Linked DNA regions of Mus musculus: region 2 is linked to region 1. The links are chromatin contacts, called in public HiChIP or PLAC-seq maps. All regions are on one chromosome and are shown on one strand. Each heading gives the region's core, a stretch centred on a gene start, on an enhancer-like site or on the middle of the called end of the contact. The rest is flanking DNA. Distances are from core to core; before and after follow the strand shown.

Evidence for each region. HiChIP or PLAC-seq counts read pairs in DNA pulled down with a chosen protein or histone mark.
Region 2: a contact with region 1 is called in an H3K4me3 HiChIP or PLAC-seq map of bone marrow-derived macrophages, with 2.5 times the contacts expected there. The contact joins the enhancer-like site here to the promoter of Uba2 in region 1. A contact is called at or near these places in 2 of 39 promoter capture datasets (embryonic stem cells and liver), 18 of 484 Hi-C or Micro-C datasets (Th1 cells, adipose-derived mesenchymal stem cells, bone marrow-derived macrophages and 10 more), 5 of 115 datasets of contacts at active chromatin or transcription factors (bone marrow-derived macrophages, embryonic stem cells, epiblast stem cells and 1 more) and 3 of 9 other capture datasets (adipose tissue, liver and pancreatic islet).

The regions. Positions count from the first base shown.
Region 1 is chr7:34,166,917-34,171,475 of GRCm38.p6, forward strand. It overlaps Uba2 (ubiquitin-like modifier activating enzyme 2), which reads right to left and starts at 1,613. Exons shown (of 17, transcript NM_016682.2): 1 at 1,457-1,613. The coding sequence starts at 1,594.
Region 2 is chr7:34,346,076-34,350,566 of GRCm38.p6, forward strand. It overlaps Lsm14a (LSM14A mRNA processing body assembly factor), which reads right to left. Exons shown (of 11, transcript NM_025948.3): 10 at 1,851-1,907. The coding sequence ends at 1,884. Among named protein-coding and RNA genes, the nearest start is that of Garre1, 35 kb to the left of the region's middle. Within about 2 kb of position 2,741, at least 58 of the 459 cell types and tissues checked have an H3K27ac peak or open chromatin away from gene starts, as enhancers often do. A contact at or near this core is called in adipose-derived mesenchymal stem cells, bone marrow-derived macrophages and pancreatic cancer cells, where this site is marked.

The sequences.
Region 1 (4,559 bases), core at 363-2,862:
AAAATCTAGTCTAGGAGCCGTCGTAGATGGCTAAACAGTTAAGAGTGCTGGCTGCTCTTGCATAGGACCAGGGGTTCAATTTTCAGGCTCAACATGGTGAGTCACAGCCATTGCTAACACCAGCTCCAGGGATCCAACGCCCCCTTCTGGCCTCTGGGGGCACCAGGCACAGACACAATGCAGGCAAATGGCCCATACACGTAAAATAAAGGAAAAAGTTTAAAGTAAAATTAAATTTTAATCTAATTGCTACTTTAAAGGGGAAAAGAATTAACATCATTTACATTCTATTTCAACAAACTTACATAAGCAACAAAATGTTCTCATCATCAAACATTCTAAAGTTTAGAGTAGTATGGGAAAATTATGGAACATAATCATTGAAATATTCATTTGTACTTCAAAGTTCACTATAAAAATTTAACCAAAGAAAATTAAAACAGAGAACAAGCATTTACTTTTTCAATTCACTCCTGTCTATTGAAAAATCTACTCTTAAAATAGCATCAAGCGTCACTAGCATATTATGGATTATACTATTTTCTATGGACCAAAACTGGGTGTGAAGCCTGACCAATGAAGAATGTTTCCCTCCAATTCTGCCTCAGCTGAAACCCTGACACCTGCAATTTCATCCCGTGTTTCTGTTAAACCTTAAGGCATCTTCAATTCACATCCAAGGTTCATATAATATCTCCAACACATTCACAAATTACAGGGGTTTCCTGTCATTGCACATTACGCTAACGCAAAACTTAAGAATCCTGACAACCAAAAAAAAAAATTTTTTTTTAATTTCTTGGGTAAGATGTTGCTACGTAGCCCAAGCGGACCTCAAACTTCCAGTTCTACAGTCTCTCGATGCACGGATTACAGTCTGTCACCCAATCCTGCAAACCCCAGGGAGTATCTATAATGACATAAACACGGATCTGCACGATGCCCAGACCAGAGGAGCGCGAGCCCCAAGGAGTCTAACCAGCCACTTACGGCGTGCCCCCAGGGTAAGTTACTCAACCTCATAGCGTCTCACTTTCCTCATCTGTTAAAAATAAAACGGGATGCAGACAGCACTTGCAACCTGAGGGCCGGTGGCAGACTCGGGAATGAATGCACGTGTGCACGCCCGGCGTGCTGTGGCTGGTGGCTGCAAACCGCTCGGCCGCGGGATCGTTATTTTAAGTTGGAGAATATTTGAATTAAAGTCACAGCATCTACAGGGTCTCTTCTTGCATCCCAGTGTAACTGGGGAAACTGCCTCGGGAGGCGGCGCGCGCAGGCCCAGGGAGCCGAGGGCCGCGAACAGGAGGTCCGGAGAGCCGGAGTCCCGCGTCCCACCAACCCGCTTCCCGCACGGTGATCCTAACCCCAGGCCTCTCGGGCCGCGCCGCCCTGACTCCCGCCCGGAACCGGGCCCCGCAGGCAGACCGCCATTCACCCGGAGCCCGGGCCTCACCAGGTCGATGTGGGAGAAGCCAGTGAGCACCAGGTTCTTGAGCAGCTCACAGCCGATCCCACCCGCGCCAACCACCAGCACCCGGCCGCCGGACACCGCCTCGGCCAGCTCCCGGGGCAACCCCCGCGACAGTGCCATGGCGGGACGTCTACGAGCCGCCTCACAGTCGGAGGCGGGAGAACCAGAGCGGCAGCCGGAAGTCGGTGGGGGAAGGGCAGCGCAGCTTCCGCTCCTGCGCAGTGCGGCCGCCATCCCGCCCCGGGATGGGCTCAGGCGACACCCTGAGTCCTGGGATTACTTCTCACACAATTCCAGAGGAACACAAACCAGCTCTCAGCCTGAGATGCCTAGGGTCACCTTCTAAAGACCTCGGTTTGAATTCCCAACAAAAGCTCTTTATTTAAAGGTTAAAAAAGCTATGACCCGGCCGGGAAGTGGTGGCACACGAGGAGGATTTCTGAGTTCGAGGCCAGCATGGTCTACAGAGTGAGTTCCAGGACAGCCAGGGCTACACAGAGAAGAAACCCTGTCTCGAAAAAACAAAAGAAAGAAAGAAAAAAAAGCAGGAAACACATATTAAACGACATACAACATAGCCACATTTATCAATATACTCCATGAGCTGGACCGATGGCCCAGAGGTTAAGCGCACATACTGCTACTGCAGAGGACCTGAGTTCAGCTGTCAGCATTCATATTAGGCAGCTCAACACTACCTGTAACTCCACCTACTAGGGATCTAACACACTCTTCTGGCCTCAGCAGGAAAACAGACACACATACTGCTTACATCCTCACAAATACATTCTCATACACATAACAAAAAATAACAATAAACCTTACAACTATATTCCAATATTAAAATTTTCAGCAATGCAAAAACTGCTATTATTTTTGCACCCACCAAATTGATGAAATATACTGTGGCTTTTGTCAACCACTCATGACTGCTAACGCTCTTGCTTCTGTTGACCATTGTTTGTCAATCATTCATGGCTGGTAACACTCTGAGGATAAGCCATGGAGCTAGAATGCCTCAGATGGAAATCAGGTCACAGAAACACTAATTTTCCTCTACTTTTCTGTCTTGGAACTGACTGTAAAGAAGTTCTCTGATTCACGCTGACTCCGGTACAGTCAGCATCAGTTATGAGACTGTTTCCTGTGTGTCTGCCACATGTACACACACTACATGTGGAGGCTAGTGTGCCCTTCCCCCCAGCCTTGAGCTGGCTGAATCAGACCGGTTTCTGCCACAGTAGGCTAGCCCACCCAGGGTGGAGTCTTCTGACCTAGGTGAAGTCTTTTGTCTGCCACATCTGCAGCTTCCTGCAAGAAGCTACCTGCAGAACAGCTGAGCTTGCTTTCCTGAGGTGATCCTGACAAAGTGGGGGATGGGTCTCCCCCCTTTAAATTTAAGACTATATTGAGCCTTGTTCAGAGAACTTTGCCTTGGCTTGTTATTTCTCTAGTCATCCTTCCCATCCATCCCCAGCTTTCCTTTCAGGAACCCAGTAACCCATGGCCACTGGCAGCTGCAGGCTAGAGGAGAATTCTGGGTATCATACTCTATCACTTTCCACCTAGGGTTTTGTTTGTTTGTTTGTTTTCATCGAGACAGGGTTTCTCTGTATAGTCCTGGCTGTCCTGGAACTCACTTTGTAGACCAGGCTGGCCTCAAACTCAGAAATCCGCCTGTCTCTGCCTCCCAAGTGCTGGGATTAAAGGCATGCACCACCACCGCCCAACAGTTTTGTTTTGTTTTGTTTTGTTTTAAGATTTATTTATTTACTTTATGTATGTGTATATACTGTAGCTGTACAGATAATTGTGAGCCTTCAACTGGTTTTGGGGAATTGAATTTAGGACCTCTGCTCACTCTTGTCAGCCCTGCTCGCTCCATCCCTGCTTGCTCCAGCCCAGAAATTTATTTATTATTATAAATAAGTACACTGTAGCTGTCTTCAGACACACCAGGAGATGGCATCAGATCTCATTACAGGTGGTTGTGAGCCGCCATGTGGTTGCTGGGATTTGAACTCAGGACCTTCAGAAGAGCGGTCAGTGTTCTTACCCACTGAGCCATCTCACCAGCTCTCCACCTGGCTTTTATTTTTATGTGTGCGTGTGCATCATGTGCATGCAGGAGCCTGGAGAGGTCAGAAGAGGGCTTCAGACCTCCTGGAACCAGAACTCAAGATGGTTGTAAGCTACCTTGACGATGCTAAAAAAAAAAAGCATGGTCCTCTGCAAGGGCAGTCAGTGCTCTTAACCACTGAACCCACCATATTTGGTATCTTTGTGCATCTGTCTGTGGTTCTGATTCTCAGTTCATGCTTACCAAAGAAAACAGTAACTCTAAAGACAAAAAACAGAGAAAAATCCTGTTTGAACTGTCTTTCTATGCAGCTGATTGGCTCACCAACCACACCCAGGCTGGCCTAGAGGATTTCTTAGGCTGCTACCCAGATGCTGCAAGTGTAGGAAGGACAAGAGGGCCTTTCCAGGGTGGAGATCACTCCTGTATATAGGCTGAGCTTTCTGTCAGAATGGCCCCACCTCTGAAAAGCCTCATCCAGAAGCTAACCTAACAGACACCCTTTCCAGGGGACTGGATGTTTTTTTTTTTTTTTTGTAGCAGTGAGATTTGCTATGCCTCTTTGGCTCCTGGAGGAATACAAGGGCGCAGCCACCCACCCAGGAACACACACATACACACAGACACAGACACAGACACAGACACAGACACAGACACAGACACACACACACACACACACACACACACACACACACACTAGCTTATTTTTAAATGCCTTGGCTAGCTCAAAGGTTAGACAATTCTAATCCTCCACCCTGCTATCATATATTTCCCTCTAGTCCTTCTGACTCAACACCCTCTAAATCTATGATCTTTGCTGTCCTGTTCTTTCTGGGAGCCCCCCCTCCCCGTCTTTGCTGCCCAAAATGCTTCTGGGCAGCCCTTCAAGGGGCCACATTCCTTCTTACCTACCTTTTGGATGATTTTCTTTCTGTAGCTTTAAATCTGATCCATCTCCTTCCAAAACCTGGATCTGTTAATTGGTAATTCTGTCTTCTTTCTCTC
Region 2 (4,491 bases), core at 1,491-3,990, 180 kb after region 1:
GTCCTACTGTCCTACTGGTTCTTGGGCAGCACTGCTCTAATGTCCACATTCAACTCTCTGCTTACTCTCTGTATGTCCTAGTCAGCAGAGGCTGCAGGAGTGGCTGGCCTATCAAGCAGGCACGCCACTCTGCAATACGGGGAGACCTTACTACCTTTGGTTGCCCCAACATTATAAACACAACAGTTACATGAGCTGTCACATGGTCACTCAAAAACTCTTTTGAAACAAGTTTCATAAAATCCCTAAATTTTGACACCTTTTACCAAGCAATACAACAATCCAGAAGGTAAAGTAGTATTTCTCCCTAAAATTGCATGATAGGAGAAAGCAGTATTGGACTTGAAATATATTTAAAAAAAAAACAAACTTTAAAATATATTTAGCTTGTTTCGCTTGTATTATCTGTGTGTATGTCTGTTTTCGCAGAGGCCAGGAGAAGGTACTGGGTCCCTGGAGCTGGAGGTACAGGTGGTGTAAGAGATCCGAGCAGCCCAATACGAGTACTGGAACCCACACTTGGGTCTTCTGCAAGAGCAGCAAGCACTCTGAACTGTTAAGCTTTATCTCTACCTCCCCAAAATACTTCCTCCTAAAGGGTTAAGATGTACCTTACTTCGCAAGCCTTAACCTAGCATGCAGGAAGCCCTTGGCTTTATCTCCACCATCATGTAAGTTGTGGTGGCGCATGCCTCTATGGACATGTAGTCAAGAGAAAAATTCAGTCATCCTTTGTTACACAGCAAGCTCTAGGCCATTTTAAGCCATATAAGATCAGGCCTTAAAAAAAAATCTTTGTAAGCTAATAAAAATTAAAAAACAAAACAAAACTCTTAAATTTGAAATAAGTTTGAAAAACAATTTTAACTGGGAAAATTAAACACCATAACCAATAAGAAATACAAACTAGCTCTGAAGGAGGTTCCAGTGAGATCAACCCTAAACTCAAAGTTTACTTTGTAGCCAGGGACTTCTGTTTCCTCTCAGACACGCAGTTACTACATAGTCCATTCATTCCCTTTATCTTTTCAGGTGTGGATAAAAACTACACATGAGTGTTTATGTGTCTACATGTGTAGGAAACATGTTGAAATCTCTTTGTACTTATGCTCTTTAGGGTCTAACCACTATCTGCATACTATCACCCTGCATGGCTGTATTACATCATCTGCAGGTTATAATAACTATCTGCATACTATCACCCTGCATGGCTGTATTACAAGTCATCTGCAGGTTATAATAACTATCTGCATACTATCACCCTGCATGGCTGTATTACGTCATCTGCAGGTTAGATACAGCTTAGCTTGTGGAGCATAAGTGAAGCTCCATGTTCAATCCCTAGCGTCCACAAACAGGTAAGAGGATATGATGGGTTCTATGTAAATACAGTATCTAGGGACTTGAGCATGAATGGATTTTGGGATTTATAGGGATTTTGGAGCCAATCCCCCTCATACACAGAATGATGGCCATACCTATCCCCCCCACCCCCCGCCTCCCCAAGAGACAGGGTTTTTCTGTGTAACTGCCCTGGCTGACCTGGAATTCAGAAATTCTTCTGCCTCTGCCTCCCAACTGTTGGGATTAAAGGTGTGTACAACCACACCCTGTACCACATCTAATTTTTACAGATGTACATCCCAGTTACAGGAGGTCAGCTACTTCCTAGTTGAAAAACTTCCTCTGAGGGTACAATACCAAACTGTGTGTTCTGTTACTTTAAACTGAAACACACATGGCAACGTACAAGCTGGTCTAGAAACAAGTACCAAACTAAAGATAGCCCTCTGTCCCCACCAAACCAACCTTCACACCTCCCAATTTCTTTCTTTCTTTTCTTTTTTTACCTTTCAGAAAGCAGTATGACCAATCCAGACCTTTTAGGGTCCAAAAGCCGTGGTTTTCTGAAAGGTTAAAAAAAAAGATAGGAGAAAGACAGGGAGAGAAAGGGGGTAAGGGAGGGAGAAGAAAATAAAAGGGGAAGGAAAGAGACTGAGTCATTTCAGATTCTTCCCACACCCGCCCAAATTTAAAAACAGAAACAAAAAAACCTCCATATATATCATTTGTCTCTCTGTGTATGCATGCCTGTGGAAGCCAGAGGACTGCCTGGCACTGGAGTTACAGGCAGATATGACATGGGTGTTGGTAACCAAACTGAGTCACCTCCAGTCTCCATTCCAAATTCCTCATTGTCTCAGGATCTCTGACTGAATATAAGACTCAAATGTATTACCCACCACAGTCACTGAAACTACTTAACAGTAGCATATGAGAAAGAAGTTGACTACACTCATATCCCAATCCAGACATCCCCTTTCTTACTGACACTCACACCAGTCAGTGCTCATACACTAAACCAGCTGATCTTAGTAAGGCTGCCCAGAGCAGCAACTTCCACTCCGGGGGTTTAGCAGGACATAATGCTTTAGAAAAGAGTTCAGTGCTCCAGGACAAAGCTTCTCGTTTCACAATGAGAATCACTGTAAATGTCTAAGGGAGTTTAGGTGTGATGGCTAATCCTGATTGTCTGTTTGACAGGATTGAGGCTGGGGGTGAGAATGAATACGGGCTTGGGGTCCTGAACTGAGAAGAGGAAGACCTGAGCAGCAGCACTCAACTGTCTTTACTTCCCAGCTGCTGGTGTCGTGTGAGCAGCCTCCTCAAGCACCCACTGCTGTGCCTTCCCTCCCTGGGTGGGTCGTTCCCTGGAACCCTTCCTGTCATAAACTACTTGTCAGGAATTTCATCTGTGGGCGTCATATAGTTGGCATTCCAAATTAATGGATGTAGTGAGGTGGTCACATATGAATGGTTTACCCAGAACAACCCAGAAAAGGGGCAAGGTCAGTCTAAGGACACAAAGTAGGTGGGACCCAAGAAATATACGGCAGAAGCAATATGTGAGACAAAACAACAAGTAGGCAAACTCACAGAAGAGGGAGTGAAAGTATCTGAGCAAGAAAGCACACATGGGTGACTGTGAGCACACCAGCATACACACAGCAGCTCACACTCACCTTCTCTCTCAAGAATACTGAAGACTGGGGTATAGCTCAGTTGAAAGAGTGCTTGCCTAGCATTCGTGAGACCCTGAGCTCAATCCCTATCACACAAAACTCAGGTATGGTGGCCCACACGTATAACTCCAGCACTTGGGAGGCAGAGGCAAGAAGATCAGAAGTTCATGATCACCTTCAACTACACAGAAATTTGAGGCCAGCCTTGGCTACTGGGATTCTGACTTTGTGTGTAAGATACCTTCTACCAATCCCTAAACATTCTAGGCAGCATTAGGTGGAAGGAAGGAAGCAAGGAAGGAAGGGAGGGAGGAAATTGTAAGTTAGAAAGAGAAAAAACAAACAAACAAACAAACACAACTCTAGATAAGAATATTGTGGGCACTCAAAAACGCACAAGGCTGCAGAGGGTGGCCCCACAGTCAACAGGACTAGACACAATACTAGATTTCTGATGAGGAGAGAGAAACAGATCATGAAACGACATATAGAATGTTTCAGACAAAATCGAAGAGTATTAAAGAAATTAAGGCTAGACAGGGTGTCATACAGCTTTAGTCACAGAGTCTGGGGTCTGTGAGTTTGAGGCCAGCCTGGTCTACATAATGAGTTTCAGGACATCCAGGGCTACACAGGAAGACCCTGTCTCAAAAGGAAAAAGAGAGAAAGGAATGAAGGAAAGACAAACCCCAAGTCAGTGGCTAATCATCAGTGTCAAGTACTCCACTTGAGGAAGAACTACTGAGCTATGCTGGGGTCACTGGTAACTCTAAGACACCAGATAAGCAAGAGCAGTCCATGATGTGAGGAGCTCTGAGCTCTGAAGGGGTCTTGTAATTGTGTGGCTGGGCACAATATCCAAGATATTAAAATCAACATAGCTGGTCCCAAAGCCACGAATACCAACGTCCTTCCACATAGACCCTCAACAATGGCTGGTTTTAAAAACTGGACAACAAAACTCCTATCAGCAAATTTTTGCAACTGTCTTTTGTTATTATCAGTGGCTCTCTGTATAACAGGATTTTGCCCTTTTCTATTTTCTTTCCTTGACAATAAACTAGGACCCTTTAATAAGATAGCTGCAATGCTTCCTTATTAACTGGCCTCTTTCACTGGATAGACTGTACACAAAAACACTGCGTAGAGCCACAGAGTTCTCCCACAGCTGTTGGTGAATGCTAATATACCCGATGGTTCTCGAGAGCACGCCTTACAAAGAAGACAGGAGCCAAGTGAGTTCCCTACAAACCTATATTAAGAGCAGTGACTCAAGAGCCAACCTGCTCGGCTCAGTACTCAGGATCATCCCTCTCTGCTCCTGTGACCTTGGACAGGCTACTTAATATCTCTGTATCTGTTTCTTTGTAAAAGTTAGATAATAATAGAACCCATCTCACAGAGCTGACATGAGGCTTAAATGAGTTAGTGTGAAAACATTCAGCACCATGCCTGTTTCTCACTCACT